3 separate regions of the Hordeum vulgare genome follow, and regions 2 and 3 are each linked to region 1. Evidence: chromatin contacts called from public Hi-C data. All regions are on one chromosome and are shown on one strand. The core of a region is the stretch at or near the end of the contact, and the rest is flanking DNA. Distances in the headings are between cores, read along the strand shown.

Region 1 (4,667 bases), core at 1,699-4,198:
ACAACTTATCATTTTTCATTGGGGTGCACTCCTTACAAAGCCCTTTATGGCCATGATCCAAATGTGGGCCAGCCGGTAGGACATCACAGTTCTACCAATACATATGTGCAAACCTGGTTAAGTGAACACACTCAGCATACAACAGCACTGAAGAAACATCTAGCAAAAGCTCAGTGTAAGTACAAACACTTTGCTGACAGGAAACGATCTGAAAGAGTGTTTACTCCAAGAGAAATGGTATATTTACGGTTGCAGCCTTATGCACAATCTCCAGTGGTGAACCGGCCGTGTCCTAAATTAGATCTGAAGTACTTTGGGCCATACAAGATTCTAGACAAAATTGGGGCAGGTGCCTACAGATTGGACTTACCCAGGGGGAGTTCAGTGCACCCTGTTTTCCATGTATCTCAGCTCAAAGGTCATGTGCGTGATCATACTCCGGTTTTTCTACTTTACCAAAACCGATGGATCTGTTAGTTCCACGGATGTTGCCTGAAGAACTTCTGGATCGTCGCGTGGTGAAGAAAGGGAATGCTCCTTACCTCCAAGTTCTAATCAAGTGGTCGGGTATTCCAACATCATATGCAACTTGGAAAGATCATGACGTGCTCAAAGCTAAATATCCACTTGCGCTAGCTTGGGGACAACCTGGATCTTCAAGGGCGGGTACTCTAAGAACTGGGGCGCTGCAGATGAAACTCTACGTAGCAAAGCGGCAAGCGATGGGCCAAGGCTAGCAATGCATGGGCTGGTGGGAGCGAGATGATTCATAGTGTATGACTGGGGCGTCACGCCAGTAGTCGAGGTGGGCCACAAGCCTTGTAATAGAGAGGGAACCACACTTATAAGCGGGCGACCCGGGTCGTGGTCAAGGATCGATCAACTAAGAGAATATTCTGTCTCTATATGTTTTGTCTCTCCCTCCCATTCGCTCTTATCCCGTCTTTGTCTTCCTCCACTCCCGTGGTTCGAATTCGGCTGCGACTACGCCTAGGTAGCTCGAGCTCGTCGCCGGTGGTTGGTTTGCCGCCGGGTCGTGATAGAATAGCGCGAGCACCCGTCGCCCGCCAGCCTACCATTGAACAAGAACCTACAAAATTGTTCCAGCCCTCACAGAAACCGCACGAAAAATCACACTGAAGGATCTAGATGGTGAGCACCGGCACACCGAGAATTTGAGAAGGTAGTTTGGAACAATCACCGGTTCGTACCTAAGAAACCAGTGTGCGAGGTCGCGGACGGGGCATAGACGGCCAGAAAGGAGAGAAATAGGACGGCAACGGCGATGGTGGCGGCGACCCGTGTCTGAGAGGCACAGGGTTCGGCTGGTAGCGCTGATGGCTGTCACGGACTAGATCTCGTGTTGGGCTGCCGCGGAACATCGGGCTTACTTTTCTTTTGTAGATAAAAACTATTGAGCTTACCTTGGTGGCCCAAGATGGCAACGGCGTATCTTTTCACAACAAAGGTCATGTTGAAGGGACAATCCTATTTGACGCTTTGTGCATCGAAGTGTCGACCAAATGCACAAGGGAAGGGGGTCGTTCAGGTTGGGCTCGTCCATTAGAGCGTTTACCTCATCCCGGTTTTCGGAACCTTTCCGTGTCGGTTTTTCCGCTTTTAGGAAACTTTTAGAAGGTTCCCCAATCCGTTTTTTTCGTTTTCTTTTTTCTTTATTCTTTTTTTCTTTTCTACTTCTGTTTCAAAAATGTTCTATATTTTCAAAAATTGTTCTTCAAATTCGAAAATCATTATTTGCTTTTTTTAAAAATGTACAAAATTTTTATTAAATGTTCTGCATTATCAAAAAATATTCGGGATTTCCAAAAATTGTTCTTCAAATTCGAGGAATAAGATCTATTTGGGAATTTATACAAAAATTCTCATGTTTTTTAATTTTGTTAAAAAATACAAAAATGTTCTAGAATTTAAAAAATTGTTCCTTTTTTATATTTTTCAACAATCCAAAAAATATTTTCAATTTCGAGAATTTTCACATATTTATAAAATTTTCATATTTTCAATTTTGTTCACAAATTCACAAAATGTTAAGATGTTCAATTTTTATTCACAAATTATAAAATATTTTGGAATATCCATATATGCTCATTGTCCTTTTTTTTCTGTTTCAAAAAGATGTTCTGGATTTTAAAAAATTGGGATTTCCAAATATTGTTGTTCAAATTTAGAAAATGTATTAGCTTTTAAAAAAATGTTCTGGGTTTTCAACAAAATTTCTGGATTTTAGAATAAAATTTTTCAAATTCTAAAAATGAAATCTATATGGGAATTTCGTTAAAAATGCTCCTGTTTCGTAATTTTGTACAGAAATGCAAATTGTTCTGGAATTTCAAAAATTGTTCCTATTTTTTTAAATTTGTGCAGCAATCAAAAATATATTTTCAATTTCGAAATTTGTTCACATATTTAAAAAAAGTTCCTGTTTCCTATTTTATTCATAAATTCACAAAATGTTCACATGTTTCATTTTTGTTCACAAATTGTAAAATATTTGGGAATTTCCATATATGCTCCTGTTTTCCAATTTTGTTCATATATTCTTAAAGTGGTATAGTTTGAATTTTATTTCATGAAATTTGAAAATCTTCCATATTTTCGAAATTAGTTTTGTAAAAATATTTTATTTTTAAAAATAATCACTTTTGCCACTTTTTTATTTTTCTCGGCAGCCGATTGATTTTAATAGTAGCACTGCAATTGTTTCAGTGTAGGTCGCCTGGTATAGTGGCTAGTGCATCGCAGGCATGTATTGCAGGTCGAGTGTTCGATTTATAGGTATTGTACACTTAGTTTTTGCGATTTTTCATTCCGTGAAGGGTAGCGAATGGACGGCCAAGGTTACTCGCCTCGTGTTTGAAGCTGCACATTTTTGCTGCAGCTAGCCGCAAATAGGAGGTCCTATGTTGCAAGGGAGCTCCTATTGGCCGCATTTTATGGCAAATAGCAACCCGACACACACATGAACATCCACCTGGGCCGGCCAACAACAGGACCACGCTATGCAAAATTACAAAAATGAGTGCTCTCGCTCAGAATCGAACACAAGACCTAACGCTCTTAGGCAGAGCAGCATACCACATTTTTTAAAACTTGGCGCAAAATTGAAAGAAAGCTAACATTTTTTTGGATCTGATAACAATTTTTCAGAAAGGGAACATTTTTTGTAACTCTGAACAAAATTTGGCAATGGAAACATATTACGAAAATAAAAACAAGTTTTGTTACTTTAATATTTTTTGAATTAATAGAAACAAGTTTCGGAACAAGAACAAAATTTGAAAATCCGAAGTTTTCTGACATTGTGAACAAACTTTGGAACATGAACGTTTTTGGAATTCGTGAACAAATTTTGCAAACGGGACCATTCTTTGTGTAAAAATATTAAAAAATGAATTCGTTAATAAAATTTAAAAGTGTGAACTTTATTTGTGAACAAAATTTAGAAATTGAATTCGTGAATAAAATTTAAAAATGTGAACTTGAATTTTTGTAATGTGATTATATATTTTAAATTATATTTAAAGGTGATTTTTTTTGCAAAACATGAACAAATTTCAAATTTCCGACAATTTTTGGGATTCCAGACATTTTTATAAAAAAATGAACAAAATTCTGGAATCTAACTTTTTTTGAAAAAGTTAATGAATTTTGAAATTTTGAACAAATTTTGAGAGTCTGGACCTTTTTATGAATTCTTTGAAACTATGAAAAACAAAATAAGAAAACAGAACATTTTTTAACGTATGAACTTTTTTTGAAAGGTGGACATTTTTTTAATAAACATAAAAAGTTTTGGAACTTCTGGAAAAAATAACTGAGAAAAATTGAACTTCCAAATTTTTTTTGAAATTTCGAACAAATTTTGATATTCCTAAAAAATAAAAGTGAGAAGAAAAGACAAGTATAGAAGGAATTAAAAAAGAAATAGAAAAAATTTGAAAGAAGTAAGAGAAATACAAAAAAAAATGAAAATTAAACACAAAAAGGAAATGGAAACAAATAGAAAAGGACAAACCAAAAATAACAAAATGAATACCACAGAAAACTCGTTCAGGAACCTTCTAGAAGCTTTGCAAAACCAGTCTGAAACCTTCGAGGAGGTTCCCAAAACCAAAAATTGTAAACCATAGGTTATCTCCTAATTGGGCCAGCCCACCTTGTTCGCTAGTCGCTAGCTCTGTGTGCGAATCGGTGACAGTTAGCCATAGAGTGCGACAAATAGGAATTTCCTTGTTCCAGAATGATTTTGCATCAAAGATCAGAAATGCCTGCACAACTTTTACGAAGGACATGTCCTTTTTTGCAACAAAGACCATGCATCATAGATGGTTGCAATGAATGGATAAGAAATAATCGACAAAGGAATAAGGTTGTGGCCTAGCATAACACGTGACGGGCATACTAGACGGACGTTTTGCGTGCGATCCACCAGTTGAAGGGAAGATTTTACTAAAAATAGGATGTGCTACGCATCTGTCTTCTGATCTTTTGAAAAAAATCGATCAGGTCACGAGCCGTGAGATCCTGACCCATCAAGCGGCTAGCGGACAACCTTCACCATAGTAATACACCTAATGTTGCAAAAACCTCTGCAATGGAGGTCGTCTTGGAGAAACCTTCGTAACAAAGGTCATGTTGCATAATAT
Region 2 (4,572 bases), core at 270-2,769, 160 kb after region 1:
GACACCGTAGGTCGATAATGTCGCCTGTATACCTATAGATGGGATCGTGACCACCGATATCTCACCACCAGAGCAACTGTCAACTCGGTCAAAAAACCCACCGCCACTACAACAAATCCATGGCTTTTGCCTCAAGTAGCCTTCCATAGGTCGCACCTATGGAGCAACGCTACCAAAGGTTGGATTCGATCCGTGCTTCCCGGAAGTTTAGCTGCAACGGCCCCGAGTACCATGCCAAAGGGAAGCACTGCACACCATTCATCCCCCCTACATCAAGCTGGCAATGGTTAACCATCACTTGTTCCCGTGGGTAATTTTTCTATTAGGATACGGGGATGTCTTAGTTTTAGTGCCCATGGTGAAGATGGTTGGTCAAATATCTTAACGCAACACATCAGATGGGGTTGTGGATGGGATATCATTACCCATACCTGTTACGTGCCTCACCCGTGAATGCATTATATGTGGTCCATAAAATTGGTAGACCCCAAAAAATTCCCTCGCATACCCACCCAAATGTTTGTTAACTCCGCCTATTTGGCCCGAAAAGCCCAAAGAAATTGTTAACCTAGCCACAACATATTGGGAGCTCCTATTTGACTCATTCAGCGTCAAACAGTCGACCTTTCGCACACAGCAAACGTTCCAACGGTGATCTGGGCTGGCCCGTTAAGATGTGCCAGCGTTTGCGGTTTTGGGAACTTTCTAGATTTTCCTATCTGTTTTTTTTTCAGGTTTTGGGAATGTTCTAAAAGGTTCCCTCAATCGGTTTTTTTATTTCTTTTTGGTTTTTGGATTTTAATTTATTCTTTTCTCCTTATTTTCTTCTTTCTTTTTTACTTATCCTTTCCATTTCTTTTTTCCTTTTTTCTGTTAATTTTTTCAAATCTATTTTTATATTCTTTTAAAAGTTCATGTTTCAAATTCCAGAATATTTTTTCAAATTCCAGAACATTTTTATAAAATACAAAACATATTTACAAAAATTCCGGAATTTTTTTTCAAATCCTGAAACATTTTTTCAATTTTTGGAACATTTTTTCAAATTCTGGAACATACTTTTGAAAATCCAAAACATTTTTCTAAAAATTCCAGAAGATTTTTACAAATTCCGAAACATTTTTACAAATTCCGAAACATTTTTTAAGCTTCAGAACATTTTTGAAACAGAAACAGAAAAAAAGAAACAGAAAAGAATAAAAAAAGGAAAAAAATCAAAATCCGATTATGGGAACCTTATAGAAGTTTTCCAAAACCGGAAAAAACCGGCTGAGAACCTCTAGAAAGTTTCCAAAACCGGAGATGTTGGAACTATAAATTGGCCGGTCCATTCCCGAACGCTTGCTGGGTGCGCCTGTGCGAAGCCCCGATAGGGCGACGTAGAGAGCGACGAATAGGCTTTTTCCAACATATTGTTGATTGTGTTGAAATAATTTTGTCTACTTAAATGCTACTAAAGATTGTTGTTGATTGCATGTGTGGGTTTCCTCATGGGGATGAAAAACCCAACGAGATCGAAAAGATAAACTATTTATTCCCGTGGGGTATGGAACGGGGACATATATGGGTGGCAATCGCGGGGACGGAGATAGAGGTTGCGAATATCCCTGTCGTTGTATCTCATGGCGCCTCTAGCCGCACGCAGGGCGCCCGCAAATCCATGCCGCAACATCTGTGGCACGCGCACGCACGGGTCACCACTAGGGATTGCCCCAGTGTCACGTTGGTGAGGGCATCACGATTCAAGATTCACGAGAAGATCATCGCAGTTTTCTTTTTTTCTTTTTTGCGCTCACCGCCAACAAATCAATACTGAGGGCATCTCGGGTGGGTAGGCGCTTAGTAAAAGAAAAATATTGATTCTATGTTTAGCGATTGTACAAGAGTTTGTCTCTCCGATGCGAGCAACAATGTATTGCCGGTACACAATGTGAACAGAGAATAGCAAAGTTCGCTAGCGCCTGGTGACGACCTTTGCTCCTATGCTAGCGCCTTGTTTAACGATTATACAAGGCATTTATATCGTGGGATCAAACATGATTTCACTGAAAGGCCAGGAAACAGATCCTAGCGCCGCTGCCTAGCGCCTTGGTTTGTAGATTCCCTATTGTGTTTTAGCCAATTATAATCGAAGACGCACGAGTTGATTGAGAAATAAGATACCACAACATATAAACCTTTTTTTTTACGACTAAACACATGAACTTGACTAATGACACCACACCATTAAGAACGAGTGGCGGACCTAGAGCTTGACCACATGGGGCGCCAACCTCATATCTCAGGATATAAATGCTTTGTATAACCATACAAAATTGTCAGTTTATCGTTTAAACCCTTCAAACGCATAGGATTAGACTAACTAATACTTCCTCCGTCTCAAAATAACTGTCTTAAACTTAATACAATTTTGTACTAGATAACAAAGTTCTGCATTTTGGAGGGGGTGTCGGGGCACCCACGACATCCCCACTGGATCCGCCACTGTTAAGAACAAACCGATGGTTACAAAAATTCGCAGGGGCAGGCAGATGTGGGACCACAAAATGCACAGTTGTTGGATCCCAAACGAGGGCAAATTAAATTTTAATTTTTTTATGTTTGAAACTTATGATTTCGTATCTGAAATTTATGATTTCTTTGGTTGCTCGTATAAAGTTTTAGAGTTGAAACTTTAAACGATTTTTTTCTCGGTTGCAGCTACTAGAGTTGTGATTTTGTCGGTTCGTACTAAGTTTTAAAAGTTAAAATTTAACATATTTTTTAAAACTCGTTCAAACATTTTTTTTAAATGGATCTTATTTAAAAGCCACGTCACAAAAAGCACGAATATGAAAACATAATTTAATTTGAACACTTCATTCAAAAGATACGAATAACTGAAATCGAAAGATAAAAGGAAAAAAAAGCATGAGGGGCTCGTCCCTCGCACTTGCGTGCCATAAATGCTCTCCCGTTGGGCATGACAAGTTGGTTGCGTAGTTGTACTCGTAGGCCATCAAAGATCAAATTCTCAGTTGTTGTTCTAGCTATGTGTCACCTTAAAATGAAATAATTTTTCCAGCAGGAAGAGACATTTCCACCGGTGGCGAGACATCTGTACTGACTTCCCAATGTTAAAACTCTCATTATAATCTTCAATTAAACTTGGTGGTTTCCATTAATGAAATCGGAGAAGATGCCTCTTTATAAAAAATAATTATAATTTTCAGCAGATACTACGCGATTGTATGCATATATGGGTCTAAGTAGAAAAAAATTCTAAATAGAGGACGAGCTCCATGGAGCTCATTGTTTTGAAATTGTTGAAATTCTCATTTTTGAAGTTTTAGATAAATCTAGAAAAAATCAGGCGCGTTGATACTGATGTATAGTACTTGTGGGTAAAATTGGAAGATGATATACATTATGATGAGAGCTACAAAAAATAAATAGAAAATCATGATTTTGAAATGATAAATAGCACATACGCTGTTTTTTACTCCATCCGTTCCTAAATATAAGTCTTTTTAGAGGTTTCACTAAAAGATTACATGCGGATGTATACAGACATACTTTAGAATATAGATTCACTTATTTTTCTTTGTATGTAGTCCTCTAGTGAAATCTCTAAAAAGACCTATATTTAGAGACGGAGGGAGTATTAAAAATGCATGATTGTTTTTGTAGCTCTCACCTCAGTTTATTTCATCGTCAGATTTTACACACATGTAAAACACATCTAATATGAATGCGTATGATTTTCTTCACAATTTAAAAAACTTAAAAAATATGATTTTTTAAATAAATAAATAAACGAGCTCCATGGAGCCTCCCGGCCAAAGTACCCTACTCTATACGGTGTACTTATTCTCTTTTCCAACAGAAAATAGACATGCTGGCGTTTTCAGTTTAATTTTATCTGATATATGGGGTGTTAACTCTGACAAATGTACCAAACCCTTTAAATTGACTGGGAAAATTTTCTTATCGTAAAAAATAATGATTGTTGATTTTCTATCCAGCGGTGATCCCTGGTTGTTGTACACAAATTGCGCGCGTTTTTTTTTTTCTTTCATGGTGCTGTGTTAGCATTAGCTTATGAATGGGGCCACCTAGACAATCGACGGTCTATCTCTCGAAAGCTACAAGGCATGCAACGAGTACAACTCACCTAAACTGTCGGCAGTCCCTTATAAAATAAAAACCTAAACTGACGACACTGAAACCGAAACACAAAGCGACAGAGTGGGTGGAAGTGAAACGAACAAATTACGCACAACGATCATGCAAAAGGAATTGTCACCGGTAGAAAAATAGTCCATTTGTTCCGGTTTTAGAGGTCCATTAGCCCGTTTCTGAAACCGGGAATAATGATCGTCACTAAAGTTTAAAACCTTTAGTACCGATTCGCTTATCAATCGGGACAGAAGGGTCTGCACGTCGCCGCTGCACGGAGACCAGGCAGGAGGACATTTAGTCCCGGTTTGACGCATCAACCGGGATCAAAGAGCATCCACGCGTCAGCATCTGACATGAGCTGAGGTTTTTATTTTTTCAGAAGTGGGGAGGGGTTGGGGGGTTTTGGAGGGT
Region 3 (4,344 bases), core at 699-3,198, 240 kb before region 1:
CTTTCGACTTTGAGCACTCATGCAATGGATGAGCGTAAGCAAGATATGTTGGCACTTAGGATGGCAAATAGAATAATGATGGGGAAGGAAGACAAAAAGATGTGAAAGGCTCACATCAATGAGGACAACCATAGGCGAGAGAAAGCCAAATGAAAGATATGATGTGAGGAGTAGGGATTGCCATGTAACGGATGCAGATGTGAGCTAAGGTAAGCTCTTCAATGGAACTAGTGGGGTGCATCCAACCTGTTTGCTCATGAAGACCTAGAGCTCATTTGAGGAGGCTCGTCATTGGAATATGCAAACCCAGTTCTATAGTGTAAGGGTCCCCACATAGTTATGCATGAATGATAATCTCTATGTAGTACCAATATAGCAATGGAGTACGAGTGCGGATCTTCAAAAGGAATAGTACTGTTGCCCCCTTCTCTCTTTTTATTTCTTTTTATTTTTTTCTTTTTTTTGTGTGGCCTCTTTGGCTCTTTCTTTTTATCTCTCATTTGTCCTCTTTGGGATATTTTGTTTGTCCTCTTTGAAATCTTTTCCTCAGTTAGGGGCAACACTCTATGTTTTACATGAATAAAAACAAGACCATCACACTTTATAAGAAGTACTCAACATAAAGACAAGTGAAAACTATCACGATGTATGCAAATGTATGCATCTGCCAGTGTAGCAGGATATGCAATGATACTAGCTCGTCATGTAGCAATAATTGGGCTATCCATCTTGAAAGTGGTGGGCTGAGGTACTTCGACGCAATTGCGTCAAATATGTTTTATGCTGGGCTATCCATCTACAAATATTATACGTGGTGGTGCCCAAAAATATGGGCTAGATACACGTTAATTGGGGTGCTGATAATCTGCGTTTCACGAGCACTTTCACACATGACCTCCTCATGGACGCATTTTACGTCCAATAGCGATGGATTCGTACACGAGGGCCGAAGCGATTGAGCCGCCGTCGCTAGCGAAGCGGCTGGGCCGGCCAGTTAACCGGCTCCGTATTTTTCGCTTTCCTTTAGTTATTTTTCATTTTTTTTCTCTTCTTCCTTATTTTCTATTTGTGTTTCTCTTTCTCTTTTTTCTAAAAAGTTACATTTTTTTTCAATTCATGAAACTTAAACTACCTTTGTACATATGAATAAAAATTATCAATGGAATTTTTTTAACTTTCTAAAGAATTTATAAGAAAACAAATAAATTTCAAAACAGAAGTATTTTAAAAACATTGAACAATTACTTTTAGAAAAGAATTTTTTTTGGAATTTCAAAAAAATAATTTAAATTTGGAACATTTTTTCAATTTATGTACACTTTTTGGAACACGATAATTTTAGAAAGTCAAACATTTTTTAGAAAATGCAAAACATTCTCAAATGTTGAAAAAAACAAATTCCCGAACATTTTCTCAAATTCCCAAACATTTTCTAAATACCGAAACATTTTTCAAATTCCGGAACATTTTTCAAATTTCAGAACAGTTTTTTGAAAAATGTGAAACATTTTCATAAAAATCCGAAACATTTTTTTCAAATTCTGGAACCTTATTTTAGAATTCCATAATACTTTTTGAAATTCCCTAATATATTATCACATTCTAAACATTTTGTCAAATTCCAGAAGTTTTTCTAAATTCTGGAATTGTTTAAAATTCAGGAACATTTTTTAAGTTCCAAAACATTTTTTTAAAATTCTGAAATATTTTTTGAAAAACGAGAACATTTTTCCAAAATCCAGAACATTTTCAGGTAATCTTCTATAAAGTTCCTAAAATCGAAAAAACCGACTGAAAAACTCTACAAGGTTCCCAAAACCGGCATCCTCACAACTCTTAATGAGCCGGCCCATATCATTTTCGCTCGCGCCCTCTCTGTGCGAAGCCGTGGCAATTTTCCGCAGCGCGCGGCAAATAGGTTTTACCTTTCGCTATACTAGGGAGCTCCTACCTGCCGCTCATTACAGCATGGAAGCGCTGAACAGGGCCTGTTTCTAATTGGGCCGGCTCATATAACTTTTTCTTAAAAATCATAAATAAGGAATATCTATTTCCTTTCTTCTTTTGGTTTCATTTTATTTCACTTTTCCTTTTATTTTCGTATTCCATGCAAAATAAATTTTCTAATTTGAAGAACAAATTTTGAAAATCAGAACATTTTTGAATTTAAGAAAAAATGAAATTAATTTTAGAAGTGTTTCCTTCTTTTCTTTTCTGTTTATTTCCTTTTTTTGTTTTTTTCCTTTGATTCTTCCTTTAATTTTTGTATATGAAGCAAAACAAAATTGAATTTGAAGAATAATTTTGAAAAATTGTGAACAAATTTAGAAGCATGGACAATTTTCTAAAGAATGAATATTTTTCGAATCTTGAGAACAAAATTTTGAAAATAAGAACAACTTTCGGAAAAGCCGAACAAATTTCTAAAGCACAATTATTTTTAGAATAAATTCTAAGACTGAGAACAATTTTGAAAAATCATGAACAAATTTGGAAGCACAAACATATTTTTAATCTTGAGAACAAAACTTTGAAAAGGATAACCATTTTGAAAACCCCGACCAAATTTGAAAGCGCAAACAAATTTTTAAAGCACTATTTTTTTTTGAATTGTGAGAATAAATTTCAAAACCGAGAACTGTTCTCAAAACTACTGGACAAATTTGTAAGCACGAACAATTTTTTAAATCTTGAGAACAAAATTATAAACTGGGGAATAATTTTGAAAAACCAACACAAATTTGGATCACGAATAATTTTGAACATTTTTTAAAACGGAGAACAAATTTTAGAGCTTGAACAAATTTTTAAAGCATGAATATTTTTTGAATCTTGACAACAAATTTAAAAAATGAGAAAAAATATAATTTTTTTAAACTAATTTGGAAATCCAAACAAGTTTTTAAATACTTTTAAAGCAAGAACAAAATTTTGAACCTAGAACAATTTTCAACAAGTTTTCAGAATTTAAGAACAATTATTGGAAATTCAGAACATCTTTTGAAAACCTCAAACATTTTTTGATAATACAGAACATTTTTTAGAAAATACAGAACACTTTTCTAAAAAGCAAAAACATTTTTTGATTTTGAAGACCAATTTTTGAAAATCCCAAACATTTTTCAAATTTATGAATGAAGTTTTAAAAGACGATAAGTTTTTTAAATTTGGAACATTTTTTAAAAGAAAGAACCTTTTTCGTATTTGAAGAAATAAAAATTGAAATCTAGATTTTTTTTTTAAATTCAGAACATTTTGTGAAACAGAAATAGGAAATTAAAAAATCATAAAAGAAAAAAGAAAAAAAGAAAACGGAAAAAATAACCGATTCAGGAACCTTCTAGAAGTTTTCCAAAACCAGAAAAAATCGACTGGGAACCTCTAGAAGGTTCCCAAAACCGGGATTAATGAAGAACTAAATGGTCCAGCCCAATAGAATCCTTCGCCATACAGTCCTGTGACGTTTGCCCGACTAATTGTCCTTAAAGAGCGGCAAATAGGGGATTTCCAATACAAGCGCACATGTAGGCGGTCGGTTGGGCCGGCTAAACAAATGCGCTAAGTCCTGACTTGGCCCAGGACGCTCGCACAACTTTTTTTTCTTTCTAAAATGTCTCAATAAAAGAAATCGAAGAAAAAGTTGTACGTCCGTGCAGCTTGATCGCACAACACTGGGAAAAAAGCAAACTCCAAAGCTATTTATTATATCTTCACAATGTCTACACGGACAAAAGATAATCTAATGGGCTGGCCTAACCAAACATGACGGCCAGACCCTAGGGAAAATGCATACTTCGTGAGTTTTCCTAAGTAATATTTCCTACATAATTGCTCCATACTTCGCTGCAGACCACCTTACACTCGGAAGCCACATGTATATTTCTTTCATATAAGTCATCTGCTAGAGCTAAAGCTTCTCTCACAGCCAAAACCTCAAGTGTTGGTGGATCGGAGATGTTTGGGAAAGCTAATGTAGATGCTCCCAAAAACTGATCAGTGTGGTCTCTACATAGTGCACCAACAGCTCTACATGCTCCTCGGCCAACAGTAGTATCCACGATTCAATTTTAGCAAGCCATGTGGAGGAGGAATCCACTTAGTCAAGCCGTGGACATTCTGACCATGGACCCGAGTTTTGATAGCTTCGGTTTCCCTTAAATCCCTTAGATAAGATTGCACGAAGCCATGTGTAGTTGTCGGACTCCGAAAAAGGCCTTCATGCATAGCTTTGTGCCAAGCTTCCCAAATTGCCCAAATGGAAGAAAATTGCAGGGCACTACCACACTTGGACACGTCGTAACAGATAGGTATCAATAGTCAAAAAATTTGCATGTCAGTATCATT

What was found. Hi-C and Micro-C count contacts between places; a contact is called where the count stands out from the background.
Region 2: a Hi-C map of leaf shows a contact between it and region 1, with 2.0 times the contacts expected there. The contact joins two enhancer-like sites. A contact is called at or near these places in 3 of 6 Hi-C or Micro-C datasets (leaf and seedling).
Region 3: a Hi-C map of leaf shows a contact between it and region 1, with 3 times the contacts expected there. The contact joins two enhancer-like sites. A contact is called at or near these places in 4 of 6 Hi-C or Micro-C datasets (leaf and seedling).

Annotation. Positions count from the first base shown.
Region 1 is chr2H:603,652,197-603,656,863 of MorexV3_pseudomolecules_assembly, reverse strand. No RefSeq gene overlaps it. Among protein-coding and RNA genes, the nearest start is that of LOC123430740, 9.7 kb to the right of the region's middle. Within about 2 kb of position 2,948, at least 2 of the 3 cell types and tissues checked have open chromatin away from gene starts, as enhancers often do. A contact at or near this core is called in leaf and seedling, where this site is marked.
Region 2 is chr2H:603,490,143-603,494,714 of MorexV3_pseudomolecules_assembly, reverse strand. No RefSeq gene overlaps it. Among protein-coding and RNA genes, the nearest start is that of LOC123430739, 50 kb to the left of the region's middle. Within about 2 kb of position 1,519, at least 1 of the 3 cell types and tissues checked has open chromatin away from gene starts, as enhancers often do. A contact at or near this core is called in leaf, where this site is marked.
Region 3 is chr2H:603,894,530-603,898,873 of MorexV3_pseudomolecules_assembly, reverse strand. No RefSeq gene overlaps it. Among protein-coding and RNA genes, the nearest start is that of LOC123427663, 42 kb to the left of the region's middle. Within about 2 kb of position 1,948, at least 3 of the 3 cell types and tissues checked have open chromatin away from gene starts, as enhancers often do. A contact at or near this core is called in leaf and seedling, where this site is marked.